Regions from separate parts of the Danio rerio genome. Here region 1 is linked to region 2. Evidence: chromatin contacts called from public Micro-C data. All regions are on one chromosome and are shown on one strand. Each heading gives the region's core, a stretch centred on a gene start, on an enhancer-like site or on the middle of the called end of the contact. The rest is flanking DNA. Distances are from core to core; before and after follow the strand shown.

Region 1 (6,317 bases), core at 3,035-5,534, 350 kb after region 2:
CTCAGTTCCAAAAGAGCCGCAGCTCTGCACAGTTTAGTTCCAACCCTAATTAAACACACCTGATCAAACTAATTGAGTCCTTCGGGCTTGTTTGAAACCTACAGGTAAGTGTGTTGGAGCAGGGTTGGAACTAAACTGTGCAGGGCTTCGACCCTCCAGGAATTGAGTTTGACACCCCTGTTCTAATGGCTTTTCTAATGATTGGTGAATCATTCCAATCAGTGGAATTGACAGTGATCTGTCAATCACTCAACCAATGCCTTCTGCCTTCAGATGACAGGAGCTACAACCGTGAAAATGTGAAGCGCTGAAGATGAGAGAATAAAAATAACAATGACAGATTTACCTGCAGTTACTAATAATGGCACATCTTATTAGTGATCATGTGCTGAATGTTAATCCCCCATTCACACTTTTCCAAGAGTGGATAAAAGACTTCCAGTGTCTCCAAGTTCGCTATGAAAATGACTAAAGCCATTCACTGTAAAGTCTGCGTATGTGTAATCTCCACATTTTAAGCACAAGAGGTGCTGTATAATGCTTCATTTAATCCTCATGATGCTGTCAGCCGTGCAAGCGGCAGCTATATGTAACATTTAACACAGCTCATGAAAATACCATCATTGCTATTAAGATGACATGCAAATAACAGGTTATATGTCGATATTAATGTGGGGCGGGGCGATGGATCGCGATGCCGGCTCAGCATCGTAGAAGTTTGTCGGCCATCGGTGATGGAGGATGGCATCGTCTATCGACACAACCCTATCCGCTTGTTAAGTGATGATGATTTTTTGGTGACGTATGTAATACTATTTCCGGGTCCAAGCCACTCATTTGAGTTGAGAAATCATCCGTTTATGATCACTTTTTATTCCTATCACACATTAAAGTTAATTTTACATAAAGTCATAGTGTACACAACAATCTCTTGGCTTGCTGCATTTAGATAAATAAATAATATAATAAATAATAATAATATAATAAATGATATTAGTAGGGCCAGACGGAATCTGCGGACGTTTTTTGCTATTTCTGCGGAGAATTTTGGTAAAAATCTGCGGATTTCTGCGGAATTATTTTGGGAGTATCCAGCGGAGTATCATAACTAAAACCTTAATATATTAAATAAAAAGTAATAAATTACTAAATAAAAACTGAAATTCAGATTTACACATTTACTTAAGTAAACAAACAGAATTAATAATTGGCTAAAAATCTGCAGAAATCTGCGGAATTCTGTGGAAAATCTGCGGATTTCTGCACGCGCAGATTCCGTGTGGGCCTAGATATTAGGCATGGACATGTATATTGCAATCGTGATTTTCAAAAGTATTAAATCGCTTTGTAAACGTTTATTATTACCATTTCATGAGTCTCCCCATTCAGTTAAATAGAGCGCTTGGACCCGGAAGCCGCTCCGCGTGACGTCACACTTAACAAGCAGATTGGACACCCCTGTCGTATACAGTGAAAGAGCGCTTGTTTGATTTGTTTTTAAAGTCTACGACTGTAAGAATTCAAGTGCATTTAAATCATTTGTGTACCAGAAATTATAACAATGAAAATTTATTGCATTTAATATTGTATCTAATGAATAATATGCTATTTTTATTCTGACATTTGCTTATTAAACTTACACTCGAATACAGTTAGACTTACCCAAAAATAAATGTATGCAGATTATCTAGACTACAAAGTCATCCCAATCAACATGAAATTCAAAGTTCTTAAAGGGTCACGAAACACATTTTTTTGAGCTGTTGACAGTCGTATACGTGTCCCACACTGATAAAAACACTATTAGGACACCTATATTTCACTAAAAAGTGTAAATTGGTTGTTTTTGCGTTATTTCAAGCAAATTCGTTCTTCCGGTTTGAAACGAATTTTTGAAGCTGCGTCACGGTCATGACATAATAGCGTGTATTCCAGCGTGCAGACTGGACGTCTGTGCCAGAGTGTGTCTTATTACATCTTACAGTGTGCTGCATTAATGCATGAGTAAAGCTTGGTTTAAACCAATCAGCGCGCTCTATTGTGCAACTTCATTAATATTCATTACTGTCACAGTGTTTAGACGACAGAGACGCCACGTTGTATTGGCAAAACAAGCGTGAAGTGTTGCTTTTATAGTTTACTGCAGTTAAGTTTTGTTTTCATTTTCTCTCTGTGAGAGCTCAGCTGGAGTCACGTGTGGATTAACAGTGTACGCGACGCTCGACAACAATAACTTGCGTGTCCAAGGAGGATTATTGTTTACCTGAGAGCTGTTCTCATCTGCAAACGCTGAGATCCGGATTCGCTTGTAGTCTCCTCTTAATAAAGACGCGGCTCTAGTTGCTGGTGATTGTCCTGTCTCTACAGATTTGGTAAGTGAGCGACCAGCGCTCTTTGTTTATTCAGTTTGTTCGTATCGAACAAACTATAGCACCGAGTGTAAACATGTTAGCACCACAACCAAACTTTAACCTCGTGTAGGATTTTCACCGCATTTTGTGACCGGAATAACACACGCTCGACTACAGATATCTATGTAAACACAGTCCCTTTCTCCCCTGTGTGTGTGTGTGTGTGTATGTGTGTGTGTGTGTTTTGACTCTTAAAGTCAGCGCGCACAAATAGACACTCCCACACCATGCCTCTTTTCTTTCTCCGACACTCCCCCTAAACAGAGCTGGACACGCCCACTTTTCTGACTTTTTCCAAAGAAGAGGTGTGAAAACACCCTGCTGAAACCAGGGGGTTTCATGGCCCTTTAACAAATTGAGCTATTCAAGTCATCTGGTGAACAAGTTATATTCATATCAAAATATATAATCGCAGAAAAACTAAATATTGCATTGTCAGATGTTCCCAATATCATGCAGCCCTACTCCATATAATAATAATCTGTGCAGAATGTACAATTAAGCATGCAAAACAAGACCAAAGACAAGGCAATTGGAACTTCATCTATAAAACGACACTGCAATAGATGTAGATGATGACTATTTCAACAAGCTAGTTTGATCTGTACCTGCGTATGTTGTGTCCGAGGAGCAGCGGGTGATCCAGCATGCGCAGGAAGCTGATGAAGGACAGCAGGGCTTCTTTGAGGGAGCTGGTGAGCAGAGGCCGGCGGTGCAGGAAGAGACGCTGATGTTTTACACTAAAGCCTGTGATTCTGGAGGCTCCGCGCTGGAACGGCCGACGGGGAACCATGAAGAGGTTAAAAGTGTGACCTCCGCTCACCGCAGCCAGCTGGACGATTTCACACGAGGAGTCTGGAGGAGGAGAATATATCAAGAGTTCATTAACAAATTAAATAAACACATTAATAACTTTATTACAACATGATTTAGAATAAAAATATATCAACTATATAGAACTAAACAATAAAATAGCCAATTTATATATATATATATATATATATATATATATATATATATATATATATATATATATATATAAATATATATATATTATATATAAATATATATATATATATTATATATATATATATATATATATATATATATTATATATAAATATATATATATATATTATATATAAATATATATATATATATATATATATATATTATATATATATATATATATATATATATATATATATATATAAATAAATATATATATATATAAATAAATATATATATATATATTTTTATATATATATAAATATATATATATATATATATATATATATATATATATATATATTTTTTATATATATATATATATATATATATATATATATATAAATATATATATATATATATATATATATATATATATTATATATATATAAAATATATATATATATATATATAACAAATAACAATATATTATAAGATCATTTAAAACGAGAAAGATCATAGACGAGACTGTTTGTGCACAAATTATTAATATTTGCCGTCAAAAAGTTTTTTTTACTCTTTTTTTTATTTTTTCGGAATTATATCTATCTATTGTAATGTTTCAACATTTTAACAACTTAAATGCACATGTATAGCCTGGAATTTAACAAAATGGTGCCTAAACACGATGTATCGGCTGTACACATCTTATGTTGTCAAAACGCTGAGCTAAGGTAAACACGACTGCTTCATTCGTACAAAACTCGACATATTTTCACATATTTAACGAGAACTTGGAGTAAATTCACATACCCAGGCCTGTCGTCTCTAAATCAAAAAACACAGTAGGTGGAGAATGCAGAGGGCTACAGTCTACCATTTCTGTCTTTTCAAACTTTCCACCACTCGCTTTGTGAAGGTTTTGCTTATGAATATTAATGACGTTCTGATGGGACGTAAGCAAACAGTCCAAGCTGATTGGATAAAAAACAGACGTGACCAAGCTGGTGTTTTGTCTAGTAGCGAATGATTTACACGAGGGCGTAACCAAAAGTCTTAATAATGTTCAGTGATTGGACGCTTTTAGTAACATGTTATTAATATTTATATTACAGGCTCTTCTATATTAAACAGCGACATCAAGTGGGTTAGAATAACTCAGAAACCCCGTGTGCTTTAAAAATACTTACCGCGTATTTTTGAGTAGATTAACATTTTTTAGTATTATTAAAATCAATTTTGTGCTTTTTATAAAGTCATTTTTGAATATATATTTATTTTTTAAAAGTTTAGGACTTTTATTTTGAAAAGTGGCCTTATTCGGGGTTTATTTATGGGGCAGAATAACGCGCGCGTGTGCATGTTTATGTCAACAAGCCTATAATTCACGACTCTTTATTAAACACACTGCAGCCAGACTCTGTTTATTAGTGTCTGCCTGTGTGTCAGTCTGCAGTTGTGGATCTGTCGCGTTTATTTTAACCTAGAAGAACAGATTGCGGGTTGCCCTACATTTGCCATTTGCCAAGGACTGCTCATATTAACTCAGGGTAAGTGCATCAATCTAACGTTATATTAAACAAATAGGAATTATTATATATTCTTACATTGTGGTATTATTGCATTGTGAGATCTATATCACATATATAAATACACCTTTCACAAATCTCTCTTTTAAATTCATATGTTTAATAGCTCTACAATATTATATTTGAGCATGTACATTAGATTAGTCAGTACTGAAGCCAAATCTGGAGCTCATCTAACAAAATAACTTACAATACCGCTCCAAAAACTAGTACAGCCAAATTTAAATATTAGAAAAAAATATTAGATACAAATTTAATAAAAGGAAAAATCAAGAGAAGCAAAGAAATAGAAAAATTGAGCTAAAATTTTGTAGTTTGTACTTTTTATTTAATATATATCTTGAATTTGATTGCATTATCTTTTAGTTTTTAAATATGTTTGGCGACTAAAATATTATATTTTAAATATATCTGTTTAATAAATCTGTTTTGTTTAAATGCACCAAAATACATCGCCTATATTCACTAAGAAATGGAAACAATTTTTTAAACCAGCTGTACTTATTATGCTGAGCACACACACACACATATTTGTGTGTGTGTGTGTGTGTGTGTGTGTGTGTGTGTGTGTGTATATATTTATATATATATATATATATATATATATATATATATATATATATATATATATATGAGCAATTCCAGCGTTATGGATGTGACATTTGCAGTAAAAACTCAAAACATAAATTCGCATAGAAAGTACACGTTAACATTATATTGAAACTTTTGTTTATATTTTCCAGAACAACTGACCACAGAGTTATGGGACCTGAAAAATATCAATCTGTAAACATGTTTTTTACTTTAAATGAGGAAAATAAACATGCGTTATGGATGTGACAAAAAAAGTCTGCAAGTTTACAGTTTACAACATGATTTGTAGAAATTCTGTGAATGAAACTGCAAAACCCAAAATAAAAAAAAATGATAATCAAAAGGACAAGAGTTAGCTCACTATAGAACAAACATGATTAATTTAATTTAATATTTTCGTATTTATGAGGAAAAAAAGTGTCGTTATGGATGTGGCATTTCTCCGTTATGGATGTGACAGTTGTGAAATTGCCACTTGTGTGACTTTGGTAAATCAAATAGAATAGTGTGAAAACACAGACAGAGACTTTTTGAGAATTTCTAAAGTACTGTAAAATACTTGCTTACCCAAAAAACACAGAAACGGTTTCCGTATTTTGGTGAAAACTTAAATTTTTCATGGCAAGGTTGACATTTGCACAGAATTGCTCATTTTTATATATATATATATATATATATATATATATATATATATATATACAGTTGAAGTCAGAATTATTAGCCCTCCTAAATTATTAGACCGCTTGTTTATTTTTTCCCCAATTTCTGTTTAACGG
Region 2 (6,511 bases), core at 1,838-4,337:
AGGCTAGTTTTTAACAGCACACTGTGCTCTAGGCTAGTTTTTAACAGCAGAGGGCGCTCTAGGCTAGTTTTTAACAGCAGATGGCGTTCTAGGCTAGTTTTTAACAGCAGACTGTGCTCTAGGCTAGTTTTTAACAGCAGAGGGTGCTCTAGGCTAGTTTTTAACAGCAGACTGTGCTTTAGGGTAGTTTTTAACAGCAGACGGCGCTCTAGGCTAGTTTTTAACAGCACAATGTGCTCTAGGCTAGTTTTTAACAGCAGATGGCGCTGTAGGCTAGTTTTTTTTTACTGCAGACGGTGCTCTAGGGTAGTTTTTAGATACCCTCTATGCAAGTTTTTACAGCAGATGGTGCCCTAGAATAGTTTTTAACACTAGAAAGACAAAGAGAAATGAACATCTTGGATGACGAGGATGTGTTGTGAGTGCCTTATCAGGGATTTTTCATTCTGGTAGTGAAGTAATAATGTAATTGAAGCGTTGTGTTCTCCGAGTTGCTCACCCCACTGCAACTCTCCCCCAGCGGCGGGCTGGAGCCGTGATGAGGGTCTGCCAGGCGCGAGCGATGGCCTCCTCCAGTGTGGGTGGGCGGGGTTCTGATCCTCCACCAGCCTCCATCGGTGGCAGTGATTGGCTGACGTAGCTGAGCATGCGGGCCGGCAGCTCTGGGTCAGTGTGGTAGAGATAACCCATCCCCAGCGCCAACACCGCCACCAGCACAGCCTTCCTCCACATGACCGACACGCACTCTCACACACTCACACACACACAGAGGACCTGACAGACACACAACCAGAAGAGATACTCAGTTCAGTCACTGGCTCTCAATAATATTTTCTGGATAACAATGGTTTATTTAGACACGTACTATGGAAATACCAATAGCTTTTGGACATATACAATGGTAATACCATGTTTTAATAAAATGTGTCATACCATGGAAATACCTTTTTTCTAACAAATACAATGGTAGAATTGTGTTCTTTGGACATTTACCATGTTTATCCCATGTTTTTTTTGTTAGCATGGCAGTGTAGTACAACTTTTTTTAAACATGTATTACGGTAATACCAAGTTTTTTATAACATAGCATGGCAATACAATTTTATGTGGGCATGTATTATTGTAATAACATTTTTTTATTCTGTAATATACCATGGGAATACAACATTTTTTGCACATTTACCATGTTTATACCATGTTTTTTTTAGCATGCCAGTGTAGTACAACTTTTTTTTAACATGTATCATGATAATAACATGTTTTTTATAACATAGCATGATAATATAATTTATGGGGGGCAAGTATCATGGTAATACCATGTTTTTTGTTAGCATCCCAGGGTAGTACAATGTTTTTTGAACATGTATAATGGTAATACCAAGTTTTTTATAACATAGCATGGTAATACAATTTTATGGGGGCACGTATTATTGTAATACCATGTTTTTAATAACATACCATGGGAATACAACATTTTTTGGACATTTACCATGTTTATACCCCGTTTTTTTTTTTGTTTGCATGCCAGTGTAGTTCAACTTTTTTAAACATGTATCATGGTAATAGCATGTTCTTATAACATAGCATGGTAATATTATATATGGGGGGCAAGTATCATGGTAATATCATGTTTTTTGTTAGCATGCAGGGTAGTACAATGTCTTTTGCACATGTATCAAGGGAATACCAAGTTTTTTATAACACAGCATGGTAATACCATTTTATGGGGGCACGTATTATTGTAATACCATGTTTTTTTTCATTAAAAAAAACATGGAGAAACAACATTTTTTGGACATTTACTATGTTAATACCATGTTTTTTTGTTAGCATGCCAGGGTAATATAACATTTTTGTGTCACTACATGTGTCATGGTAATACCATGTTTTCTATAACATACCGTAGTAATAAATTTTTTGAGGGCATGTATAATGGTAATACCATATATTTTTTTATAACTCACCATGGAAATACAACTTTTTTTGGACATTTAATATCATGTTTTTAAGAACGGCATGGTAATATGGCATTTTTTGGACATGCTCATACCATATTTTTTGGAAGTGTGTTGTTTTTTTTTTGGATATATATATAAACCAATGTTTATAGACTTGTTCCATGGTGATGCTATGTTGTTGTGTTTTTGTTGTTTGTTTTTGGTTATGCATCATGGCTATACCTAATTTTTTGGATATATACCATGATTAAAATATGTTTTTGATATTCACAGTGTTAATACCATTTATTTAATTCATGCTTCAAGTACACTAGCCACCACCCAGGAAATTGATTCATTTTTAAGACATAAACTATATAGTAATACCATGGTACTTTGGAAATGCAATGCTGTAGCAATAGCATGCCATTATCGACATGATACCAATGTAATTGCATGTTTTAGAAATGCTGCAGCTTTATCATGTTTCTCACGACAGTCAAACGACGTGTGTTATGACTATTATACCATGTTATCTGTGCACCGAGCATGTCACACAGGAAGTAGATTTTAGATTTATCACTGAAAAACCAGTGCAAAGCAAGTCTATTAATAACACTGCTGTAGCTATGCATGTGCACACACACATCTCTCTCTCTCTCCATATATAACGTATATCAGCTAAGAGAGATGTGTTTGACAGATACATAACATTTAAAGCTGATCATTAAGAAACTTAAGCCATTAATACACCAGTGGGTGGCTAGTGCTAACACATTTTCTGCACATTAAACCAACGCGACCAATTAAATCACGCATTGACCTTCATCACCTCGATCATTCGAGCTCTTAAATACGATATTTTAGCTGTAATTTACATTAATCATGAGTAACATGTTGGAGAGATATCAATGAGCTAACATAAGCTAGCCACATAGCACATCAACCATCAGTTTACACAGCAGTAAAGAGGATTAAACACTTCATCCTGATGATAATATAAAGGAAACACTCGTCTACAGATAGCAGATCACTAACCTGAAGGATGATATTTGCAGAGAGTGTGTGTATGTGGAGAAGTTGAGTTGTGTCAGTTCTCTTGCTGAAGTAAAGTCTCTCTGAAAGTGACTAGCCGATCCACTCCGTCACTGACAACCTAGTAACAGGCACGAGCTAATCGCTAATTAAACGAAACAGAAAGTTAACTCACATTACAAAAAAACAACATAACTGACTGCGTTCTAAAATGTGCGTAATTTTCAACTTTTACCGCTTTAGTTTGTTTTCAGTTTTGTTTGTTGTTGGCTTTGAGGAAATTAGACAACATTGCGGTTGAAGCGAACCCCGCTAGCCAATCAAAAGCTCCACCGAGGATCATGACGTAACCGGAACATGACGTAGAGTGGATCTGCTGATGCAAGGAAATCATCTTTGCCCGGCGCCACGTCTAAATCCTCAGAGCTCAGCAAGTTTTGAAATATTATAACACACCCTGAGCAAATAATTAAAGCACAGCAGTCAAAAGGTATATTGTGTATAAGGTATTATGTTTAATACTTTTTTTAAAATACCCACATTTTATTATAGTGTGTAGTTATACGCGAGTACGTTGTATTACCAAGTCAAATTTACAGGACATACAGAAAATCGAAATAGCGTTACTCTCAGACCCTAGGTGCCCAACAGATAATATTAATACAGAAAGTAGAGTTTTAAAAAGAAATAACAATAAATATAATTACTAATATAGTCAAAAAATCAAAGAAAAAAATAAAAGTGGTAAAAATAATTACACATGGCGAGGAGTGCAAACCAGAGGCAAGGCAAGTCTATTTATATAGCACAATTCATACACAATGGTAATTCAAAGTGCTTTACATAAACAAGAATAAAAGAAACAAGAAAATAAAAATGATTAAAAGAATTAAAAACAGATCCGCTGCGTAAAAAAAAACATGCTGGATAAGTTGGCGGTTAATTCCGCTGTGGAAACCCTAGATTTAAATGTGTTAGATATGGTGCAAAAATTACAGTACAATTCAAAACAGTAGTGCAAAAAGCTTGTAAATATGATAAAGTGACAGTGTCTTAATACTATACAGCATGGGTCTCAAACTCAATTCCAGGAGGACCGCAGCTCTGCACAGTTTTGCTCCAATTCTAATCAAACACAGCTGATTCAACTAATCAATGTGTTCAAAACTACTTGACACGACTAGATCAGCTGTGTTTGATTAGGGTTGGGGCAAAACTGTGTAGAGCTGCGGCCCTCCAGGAATTGAGTATGAGACCTATACAGGGAGGTAGTAGGTAACTAGCAGTCCAATATTATGTTATATTATGTTATATTATATTACTTTAAAAACTATTATATTACTTAAAAAACTAATATAAAAACTGTTATATTATATTACTGTTTAAAAACTTTTTAAAACTATTTACTATTTATTTAATTATTCAGAAAATCCTGCAGCCAGAAAAAAAAGTAGAATGCATTTTTTGCCAAAATGTGTGAACAAATCACTCAGTAAAAAATTTAGAATATAGATAAGAATAAATAAAGTTTATATCGACTAAAGTTTGGAATAAAGTGAAGTATGACCTTTAAAAGAATAAATAAATAAAAATATTGAAATCTAAAGACATAAATTGAAAATGTGTAACAAAAAAACACTAAACACTTTATTTTTCGCTGTTTTCTTTTGAATAAAATTGAAAAAAGAACATTTTCTTAAAGCCAAAAAATTTTAATTGTTAACGCATAAAGTAGTCTCTTCTGCTCAGCAATACTGCATTTATTTGAGTAATAATACTGAAATATTATTTCTAGATAAAGTATTGCATTAAGTAAGAGAATATAACTTAAAATGTAATTTAATCATGTGATAAAAGCTGAACGTCTCAGAGTCACATGATCACAAATGTTTCTATTCTATTGAATTACAGTTCAAAACTAAATATCAATAGAAAGTTTTGGTTTAAATAGACATGTGTGTGTAATATTCATTCATTTTCATCCCTTTATTTATGAGGTGTCTCCACAGCGGAATGAACCACCAACTTATCCAGCATATGTTTTAAATAGTGAATGCCCTTTCATCCGCAATATTGGGAAACATCCATACACACTCTTTCACACTCACACTATGGCCAATAGTTTACCCAATTCCCCTTTAGCGCATATGTTTGGACTGTGGAGCCACCATGTCACCTTCTGTAATATTATTCCTTCATTCATTCATTTTAAAATTGGCTTATTCCCTTTATTAATCTGGGGTCGCCACAGCGGAATGAACCGCCAACTTAGCCAGCAAAAGTTTTACACAGCAGATGCCCTTCCAGCTGCAACCCAGTACTGGGAAACACCCATACTCATTCACACTCATACACTACGGCCAATTGCAAATCAAATCAGGCCTTACATACATTTTCGTATAGTGAAATTGAACCCCCCACGACCGATTTACAATTTTCAGGGGAAGACAGGTCACAGGAGGTAGCATTTAGAAAAGGAAGTAAGATACATTCCAGAAGAGGGAGGCAAAAAAACTCCCTCTCACCTTGCTCTTGAATTAGGGCAGGGTGAGAATTTAGCTTATTCAGTTCACCTTTCTGTTTGGACTGTGGCGGAAACCCACGCCCAGCTGGGACTCGAACCAGCAACCTTCTTGCTGTGAGGCTACTGTCCTAACCACTGAGCCACTGTGTCACCTTTTGTAATAATTTGTACTATTCCAGTTTATTTTGTGAATACTAATCTGTACACGACAGTAAATCCAGATACACAGCATTGTCTTAAGTAAGATTAATCAGAGTTTCCATAAAACAATTAAACGTGCTTCATCCAAAGTGAACTTTTGTCAATAGGCAATTACAATAAAGCATGATAGGCATTTTCCCAAATATATATATATAGAACACAGTCAGCAAATACTAGCACTGTTATGTCAGTTTATTTTAGAGCACTTTACTACACTGGTTTCTGTTTATCGGCAGTAAAAAGCACCATGGTGCTTTATCTTCAATCCATTTAATAACGGTAATATTATAGTATTTTCTGGTCTCTTAAATATGACATAAAATGGCTGAGGGATGATGTTGGTCAGCAGATGGCGGTATTTTCCGTTCTGTGACTGGACTTTAAGATCAAAGCAGCTGATGATGTTTAATTTAGCTTTGACATAAATCCATTTGGACTGGATATTAGATTTGCACAGCTAGATCTCTGCATATGACCTCTTGTAATGAATCCGTGGTTGCAGAAGATGTCTTCACGAGTAAATCATTTAAGTGATCGATAAAAATTTCATTGAGAGTAGCAGAGTGGGTTTGTTGAAATCCATTATAAATATAAAGTAGATATAACTTACTGTGTGAAATCATATACTAAGAAAGTTTACTAAGAAAAGTTCTTCCGCCTAATGAGGTTACCATAACAACAATTGCGCGCCGAGTGTTTCGGTTATTTCACGTCGTGATAAAATCTTAATATATTATGATATTTATCCGTGTATTATACGTTGAAACGTTACAAATGTTTAGATGTAACGTTAATGCAATCGTGTGTTTTGTTA

The links. Hi-C and Micro-C count contacts between places; a contact is called where the count stands out from the background.
Region 1: a contact with region 2 is called in a Micro-C map of caudal fin, with 3 times the contacts expected there. The contact joins the promoter of plex9.2 here to the promoter of adpgk in region 2. A contact is called at or near these places in 1 of 18 Hi-C or Micro-C datasets (caudal fin) and 1 of 4 datasets of contacts at active chromatin or transcription factors (embryo).

What each region holds. Positions count from the first base shown.
Region 1 is chr25:3,631,388-3,637,704 of GRCz12tu, forward strand. It overlaps plex9.2 (PML-like exon 9.2), which reads right to left and starts at 4,285. Exons shown (of 3, transcript NM_001386655.1): 1 at 4,172-4,285; 2 at 3,020-3,266. The coding sequence starts at 4,238. fth1b (ferritin, heavy polypeptide 1b) reads left to right here and starts at 4,690. Exons shown (of 5, transcript NM_001004562.1): 1 at 4,690-4,908.
Region 2 is chr25:3,284,851-3,291,361 of GRCz12tu, forward strand. It overlaps adpgk (ADP-dependent glucokinase), which reads right to left and starts at 3,088. Exons shown (of 8, transcript NM_001079965.2): 1 at 2,976-3,088; 2 at 500-774. The coding sequence starts at 732. It overlaps LOC137489313 (a long non-coding RNA gene), which reads left to right and starts at 6,067. Exons shown (of 5, transcript XR_011010496.2): 1 at 6,067-6,511.